Regions from separate parts of the Zea mays genome. Here region 2 is linked to region 1. A link is a contact called in public Hi-C data. All regions are on one chromosome and are shown on one strand. Each heading gives the region's core, a stretch centred on a gene start, on an enhancer-like site or on the middle of the called end of the contact. The rest is flanking DNA. Distances are from core to core; before and after follow the strand shown. Region 1 holds the start of LOC103647828 (nuclear transcription factor Y subunit B-10). Region 2 holds the start of LOC100283453.

Region 1 (3,682 bases), core at 562-3,061:
GGGAAAACCAGTAGTTCCAAATTGCCATGCACGAAAGCTAGTACGTTCGAAAGGTTCATGACGATAGAGGCTGTCTCTTGAATTTGATGTAACGCTTCCTGATGAAAAACTGTCATCCGCACACGCATGCGCGCGCCTCCCCTCCCCAAACCCATATTGTGCTTATTAAAGCGTAATTGCCAAAGAAAAACAAAACAAACACTAAACTATATCCTGCAGCTAACAGGTCAGTCCAAATCCACTTTCAATTTAAAATGGAGAGGTATCATTGTTTTTTTAATGATTAATAGTGTCGTCGACACTTGTCGTCATGTGACGTGGCATCTTAAAATTTAAAATTATCTCGGCACAACTAATAATAAGTTGTTCAGGTTTGTTTATACAAATATGCTGCCATGGACAACCTGATATTTGTCATGCTTAGCGAACCTAGTATATTATGACTAACACATTTTTTCTATTTTATTATTCTTATTGCCGTCCTGGTCGTGTCTATATATATATATACGAGCTGAGAGGATCGGTTTTGATTCTATTTAAAATCACTAGAACACTTTCAAACAATTTAAGGCAATATTGACTCTAGTTAGAAAATTTGACATGTGTACGAGAATCTGAACCCCTATTTGTATCAAGGCTACTGGCAATGTCGCCATAGCTCAGTTTAGCAGCAGGTACGAATCATGGGATTACCAAGAGGTTAAGGAACGTATATTGGTTCACTGGCTCCATTCAGCACAACATTACTTACCACAAAAAGAAAAGGAAAAAAACGAAGGTCAACTTGGCCAGTAGGCCGGCGCTATTTGCCGACAACAAGCAAGAAGCCGGCGCCGGCGGGCCCCTTCACTCTTGAGCCATGCAAAAAGCATGGACGGCCGGCGACGGTCACAACCCGTCGTGCCTGCGGAGCCCTGACGGCGATGACGACGAGCCGTCGCAGTGGCCATACGCGCCACCTTTCCCGCCCATGGACATCTGGTGGTGCGGCGGCTGCTGCGAGTACCCCGACGACGCGGCCGGCGGGTACATGGGCTGTCCCATCATCATGATCATGCCGCTGCCTCCGCCGGCGCCGTACATGCCGTAGCCGACGGGCACTCCCGCGCCATTGTGCGTTGACGACGGCGGCGGCGGCGGCTGCGAGCCCGCGGCCGCCTTGTCGCCCTCGAGCTCGCGGAACTTGTGGAGGTAGAGCTTGAGCGGCTCGACGTAGTCCTCGAAGCCGAGCGTGGTCATGGCCCAGAGGAGGTCGTCGCCGTTGATGGTCTTGCGCTTCTCGCGCTGGCACTTGTCGGAGGCCTCACCGGTGATGAAGGAGATGAACTCGGACACGCACTCCTGCACCGTCTCCTTGCCGTCCTTGGATATCTTGGCGTTGGCCGGGAGCGCCTTCTTCATGATCCGGCTCACGTTCGCGATCGGCAGGAACCGGTCCTGCTCCCGCGGCGACGAGAAGTCCGCGTTGCTCGGCCCGCCGGACTCGTCGTTGTCGGAGTCCGGCATCGCGGCCGATTGAGCCACCAAACAGTGTCCGATCCGGTCAAGTCAAACAACTCCGAGGAGGCTGACCAAAACGATCCAAACACACTGCCTCTCCGAAGGAATAACTTCACGAGCAGCAGCGGCGGGAGCGCAGCAGACGCAGAGAACCAGCAGGACAGCTCTGGCTGGGACTGGGAGGATAGGAGGTAGAGGAGAGAGAGCGGGATAGCAGCGGCGGCGGAGAGCGAGCTGGAAGCTGGGCCTGGGAGGGACCGAGGGAGAGCGGGGCAGGAGAGCGGAGTCCGAGTGGAGAATGGGGGCACCGGCGCAGCGCTCGTCGCGACGGATGCATCGTGGGGATAAAACGCATCGAGGGGAGACGTGTCGCGCTACCGGCCGTTTGTTTGTCCATTAGCCGATGCCGTCCGTTTCCGCCACAGTGGCGGAGCCAGGGCCGTCCGCGTGGGCCAGGGCGTGCGTGATCGGGTGCGTGATCCACGGGGTGGTCCCTGGGTGGCTGCCACGTAGGAGTGAAAACGTGGAGGGAGTGGGCCTGACGTGTCCTTGGTCTATTGACCGCTTGTGTGACGTGTCTACGACTCTAGTTTCAACTGCAAATATCTTGGGAGATGGCGAGACGTGAATTGGCACCATCAACTTTTTTTTTCTTAGATCAAATAGACAATAAGTTTAATATTTATATAGCATTTTTCTTATGCGAAGAAAAGAGACATAAAAAATAGAGGACCCAGACTCTCATGTGACAAGATAAAAGAATGAAAGGAAAACAGACAAAACAATAATATAAGAGTCAATCTTATAGCCAGCTTTATTATATAAGTATGTTTATTATTAACTCTAAACGATATGATAAGGAGTTAGAGTTAACAATGAACTCTATTATTAAACTTGCTCTTAATAACAAATTTGCTACTGGAACCATCCATTGATCGGCGATCGGCGCTGAGAACCACCATGCCTGAATGCTAACTACGCTAGTACGTAGGTACTGGTCTTGACATACTTCAGTGGTTGCTTGTTTGATTGTTTCTGTTTGTAGGTATATTCCTTTTGTTTTAAGCTATAAAATATCTTTGTTTTTCAATTATTCCTATATATCTAGATATATCAAAATCTATAATTTCTAGGTGTGAGCCTATAAAACCGGCTCTATATGTATCTATATACAAGCTAAAAGTATTTATTACAATTTTAAAAAATAAGGTAATATTTTACTAATTGGTGAGATTAGTGAAGCCTCTACATTACAACATTAATATATATTTAAGGGTCTGCTAATAGCTAAAAAGTCATTAACTATTAGTTAGCTAATAGCTAAAAAAATTATAAGACGTGATATAAAAATAGATTCTATTTTTCAGAAAATTACAAAGATCTAGTATATTAATTTGATGTACACTACTACTCAGCATTGATAATAACATATATCGTTCTATGAAATATATATTTGTTTTCTTAAAGCACAGCTGCATTGTCATTATGGAAAAAACATAGATGATCCTAACTCTATATCTAAATTGCAAGCATCTATCCTGTCACCATGAAACATAACCTAAAATATCCCTCTCCTAAAAAAAAAGGATCACGTTGCCATTATTATAGATAAGCTAAGGAACCTTATCTAAATCACCATCTTATGATATTATGAAACACAATAAGAATATCCTCTCAAGTCTACATTTAAATCTCTAGCATCTTCTGTTAGTTAAAGATGATGTAAGTAACCACAAAGTATACTTATATATTTTCAAATTATGCACATACATCACACCTAATTCTTGAAAACTAACTTAAGGTAAACATACATGTTCTGCAATTATGTGGAGTACCATGCATAAGATACGAGAATATATATTTCTATGTTTCAACATTCATGAAAAATGTTCCTTTCATACGTCAATGGCAGAGGCATTATGACATATTTTTATTGGTAGTATACAATTTTAGTAACTCAACTTTCAAAAATAAAAACACTTGGACATCGAGCTATTTATTAATAGATCAAACTCAATATTTTAAGGTCATATTTGAATGCACTAGAGATAATAATTAGCTGCTAATAATTAGATAGAGACATCAAAACAATCAAACTAATAGTTCAACTATTAGTTTTTTTAGCGGAAGACATCTAAACGTAAACTCCAAACTAATAATATAGTGAACTATTAATTGCATC
Region 2 (3,976 bases), core at 1,473-3,972, 140 kb before region 1:
TTACAAAAGTTGACAATGTAGGAAGTAATATGCATGTTCTAAGATAGCAATTTTTAAATCTAAGGAGATCGATATTCTAGGTTCAAGAGAATAAGATAAAAACATTTTAGATTTTTAGTCCAAAGTGAGTAATTTGACTATAAGAGAACAATATTCGAATTCTAGTCCATTAGTAGAAAAGGAGAAAACTAAAATGCAAACAAAAAAGAAAATAAAAGAAAAAAGAACATAAATAATATTATGGGGAATACTATTTCAGTTCAAGAGAACGATCATATACGATAGTTAAAAACATAAAAAGAAACAAATAAAAGATAAATTTAAAATTCGAAAATTAAAAGGAAATAAAAGAGAAAAATAGAGCAAAAGGTTGAAATATTTATAATTTTGGTGTAAAAGTTCTTTTCAAAATACTATCCAAAATATCTGGTGTTAAAGTTATATAGTACTTTAAATCCTAGAGGCAAATTTACATGGCAAACTAATTTTTATCTGTTTTGACACAGTTAACTCCTCTGAAAGGAACAAACGTAAATTATGTCATCGGTTTGAAAAGATAGCAGCAAAATCACAAAGTTAAATAAATAAAGATCAAATTATAATCATACTTCAAAACAACAACATTATTAAGCATACTTCAACGGGTTGACCATTAACTTCGCGTGCGACAAATTACCAATTACTAAAATATTACGAAAGATGTGTGAAGCACGAATCCAGTATCCATATTTTGTACACTAAGGGCTAGTTTGGAATTCCATTTTCCTAAGGAATCTCTATTGCACCAAGAAAAATTAGTTTATTTTCTCTTGAAAGATAATATTTTTTGAGAAAATAGAGTTCCAAACTAGCCCAAAATATATATACTCTTCTTGTGCATAAAAGAATGTAATTTTCACTTTTGTGGACCTAGAGTACTGTAACTAATTGATCGCAAAATTTGCAATGTCTGGGTCTTTAATTTAATTTTTCTAATGCTCTTGATATTTTCGAAAGAGAGGATACAACTTGTATATACAACTAAATATATTAATAAAAATATAGTTTAACTAAATATATTAATAAAAATATAGTATTTATGATTGTATTATTTATTAATCTTCTCCACGGCTTTTTAAAATCAAACCTTCTCCGTAACTTGGGCCCGTGTTTACTCATACTAAATCTCTATCACATCGAATGTTTGAATGTCAGTTAAATGCAATATAATTATAAAACTAACTATATATACGAGGACTAAACGATAAGACAAATATATTAAATCTAATTAGTCCATAATTCACATATGTGATGTTATAGTGAGCATTTGCTAATTATAAAATAATTAGGCTTAATAAATTTGTTTAGTTGTTTAGTCTTTAACTATGTAATTAGTTTTATAATTAAACTTTATTTAATACTCGTAATAAACATTTTAAATATTCGATATAACACATAATAAACTTTAGTCCCTAGAATCAAACACATTCTTAATAAATATTCGAGCTAATGACATATTCCAGCGTTCGAATAAAGTAGATCTGTATTGTTTGTTTGGAAAAAAAAATCTTGAATACCGGGTTTAAACCCCTTTCTTTATAGCCCCTCATATTTACGAGCGGCAAGTCTAAATTGACAAAAGTTGCATGGAGTCCCAAACAATTACGAATTCTATGTTATGGGCCTGCAGCCGGTGAATACGAAGCCTCCAAAGGAAGGAGTTTATATTTAGGTATTGTTTGTTTCATATATTTGTAATGTAATAGTAACAGATAATATTAAATTATATTTATTTATTATTTAACTTTGATCGTAATCAGATATCACACTAGAAATTGATATTGACCTATTCAAATTTATTACTACCGGTAAGTCGAGTGCTATCGTTGCTATTTATGTTACATTTGGAGAACTAAACAACACCTAAAGACTAGTTTAAAACTCCATTTTCACAAAAAGTTTCTATTTTCCTAAGGTCTAGTTTAGGTATTCTAGTATTTAGCTCAATCCACATGTATTGAGGTGTAACTTAAACTAATTTACATCTAATCCATCTTAACACATGTAGATTGAGATCAATACTAGAGTATCAAACAAAGTCTAAAGGAAAATGAACTAATTGCCCTTTAAAAGTAGAAATTCTAATACCTTCTTCGATTATTCCTATACCTCATAAATCGAAAATAATTAAAAAAATTATAAAAGATTTTGATTTGATATCGAATTAATCTTATTCAAACCCATTCGATCCATATGAACTGAGAATTGGTTTCCAACTAGCCCTAAATAGCTCCTTTCCCCCCCCCGGCTCCCCCCCCCCCCCCCCCCCCCCCCCCCCCCCCCCCCCCCCCCCCCCCCCCCCCCCCCCCCCCCCCCCCCCCCCCCCCCCCCCCCCCCCCCCCCCCCCCCCCCCGTTGTTTGTTCAGGGGTCGCGACTCGCGAGTGGTCACGGTCCCCGTCTCTGAACAGCCTAGCAAAGCTCGGCCGTCATCTTTACCCCTTGTCCCCTTCCCTCCCGCTTCGCCGTCGCCGTCGCCGCGATCTATCCGCATCTAGTGCACACGCACTCGTCCCTATCCCCTTGCGCCGGCGTGTGTCGCGCAGAGAGCGGAGCTTATCCATCATATTACCAGGACATGATGATTTACCAGTCGCACTCTCACCAACCGCTCTTGTTCGCTACCAGATCCACAGCGCGCACTTGTGCCTATTTATTTATTGTGGAGGCGTGGGTCGGCAAGGGACTCGGATCAGCCGCAGTTGATCTGGAGGCGCGGGCCGGCCATGGAGGAGGGTGGCGAGCACACGAGTCTTCTGGTCAAGGTACGGCGAACCTGCTGTCGATTACCCTCCGCCGAATCGGAGCTAGCTCTTGTTTGCCGCGGAACGGTTTGTTTCCGGTACTAGAGCTGCGTGCCTTTTGTATCCCAAAAGCGGCGATTTAGATATGAGATAATTGGATTTTTGCCACTCACAATGTTGTCTTCTTGTTATAATTATCTGAGTTTCACAAAGGGGCTAATTAGTCTAGAACTGTGGCTGACGGGCATATGACGTGACATGCCCACAGGCGTGCATAGTGAATTGCTCGTCACGACCGATCTATTTGTGTTACTCTGTCGTGGAATTCTGTAGATCGTGAAGTATGCGCAGATGTGTGCATGTGATTGTGAAGTGAAGTCGTTTCTTGTAAAAGGTTCGGAACTGAAAACCAGGAGAAACTATTGCAACATCCAACTCTTATTTCTTTCTTGCTTATTATTGACTGCACAATTTAGATGATTGGACTTTATTACTGAAAGTTGTCAAGGACCTCCTTACAGAAAGTTGTCAAGGACATCCTTACAGAAAGTTGTCAATGACCTTCTTACAGAAAGTTGTCAATGACCTTACAGAAAGTTGTTAGATACTGTCGAAAATTTATTTACCGTGAGAAACATTATGGTCTACCTGGCCTTCCTTCAGGATGATGCATCATGTCATGGCGAGGAAACACAGAGTCTATTGGAAGCAAATCTAGGGTCACAGCTGAAAAGTAAATGCTCTGATTGGAGAGCACCGGCACTCATCCTGGGTGAGTCATGCTATGTCAATTCTCACATTTGTTCTGTGTAGTATCAATAAATTCTTCTTTTAAGTTGTCTGATAACCAACTCCTGTGTAGAGCATCTATCACCCTTTTATATTCTTTAGTGTTATTTCTTCTTAGATCTTTTTTTTCTGGCTACTGGTATACAAAGAGATTTTCCTATCCCCCTTGCCACGTTTCCTGTAATTAACCTATCCATGGTTAGCATTCTTCTTGATTCTGCGGCTAAGAGAATAAACAGAAAAAAAACTTTTAAAACCTAGTTCAAATCTTGCAGGATTGTAATTAGTGCTGCAATGCTGCTGCATTCCTTGATCGGGACGGTGTTAATCAGTTCAAATCTTGCAGGATTGGAATGCTTGGAGAGCATGGCTTTCAATGGCATTGCCACAAACCTAGTTGTGTATC

What was found. Hi-C and Micro-C count contacts between places; a contact is called where the count stands out from the background.
Region 2: a contact with region 1 is called in a Hi-C map of bundle sheath, with 2.0 times the contacts expected there. The contact joins the promoter of LOC100283453 here to the promoter of LOC103647828 in region 1. A contact is called at or near these places in 2 of 25 Hi-C or Micro-C datasets (bundle sheath and leaf).

Annotation. Positions count from the first base shown.
Region 1 is chr2:217,178,771-217,182,452 of Zm-B73-REFERENCE-NAM-5.0, reverse strand. LOC103647828 (nuclear transcription factor Y subunit B-10) reads right to left here and starts at 1,811. Exons shown (of 1, transcript XM_008672332.3): 1 at 687-1,811. The coding sequence starts at 1,506. The coding sequence ends at 889.
Region 2 is chr2:217,321,604-217,325,579 of Zm-B73-REFERENCE-NAM-5.0, reverse strand. LOC100283453 reads left to right here and starts at 2,722. Exons shown (of 5, transcript NM_001156354.1): 1 at 2,722-2,802; 2 at 3,445-3,553; 3 at 3,917-3,976. The coding sequence starts at 2,764.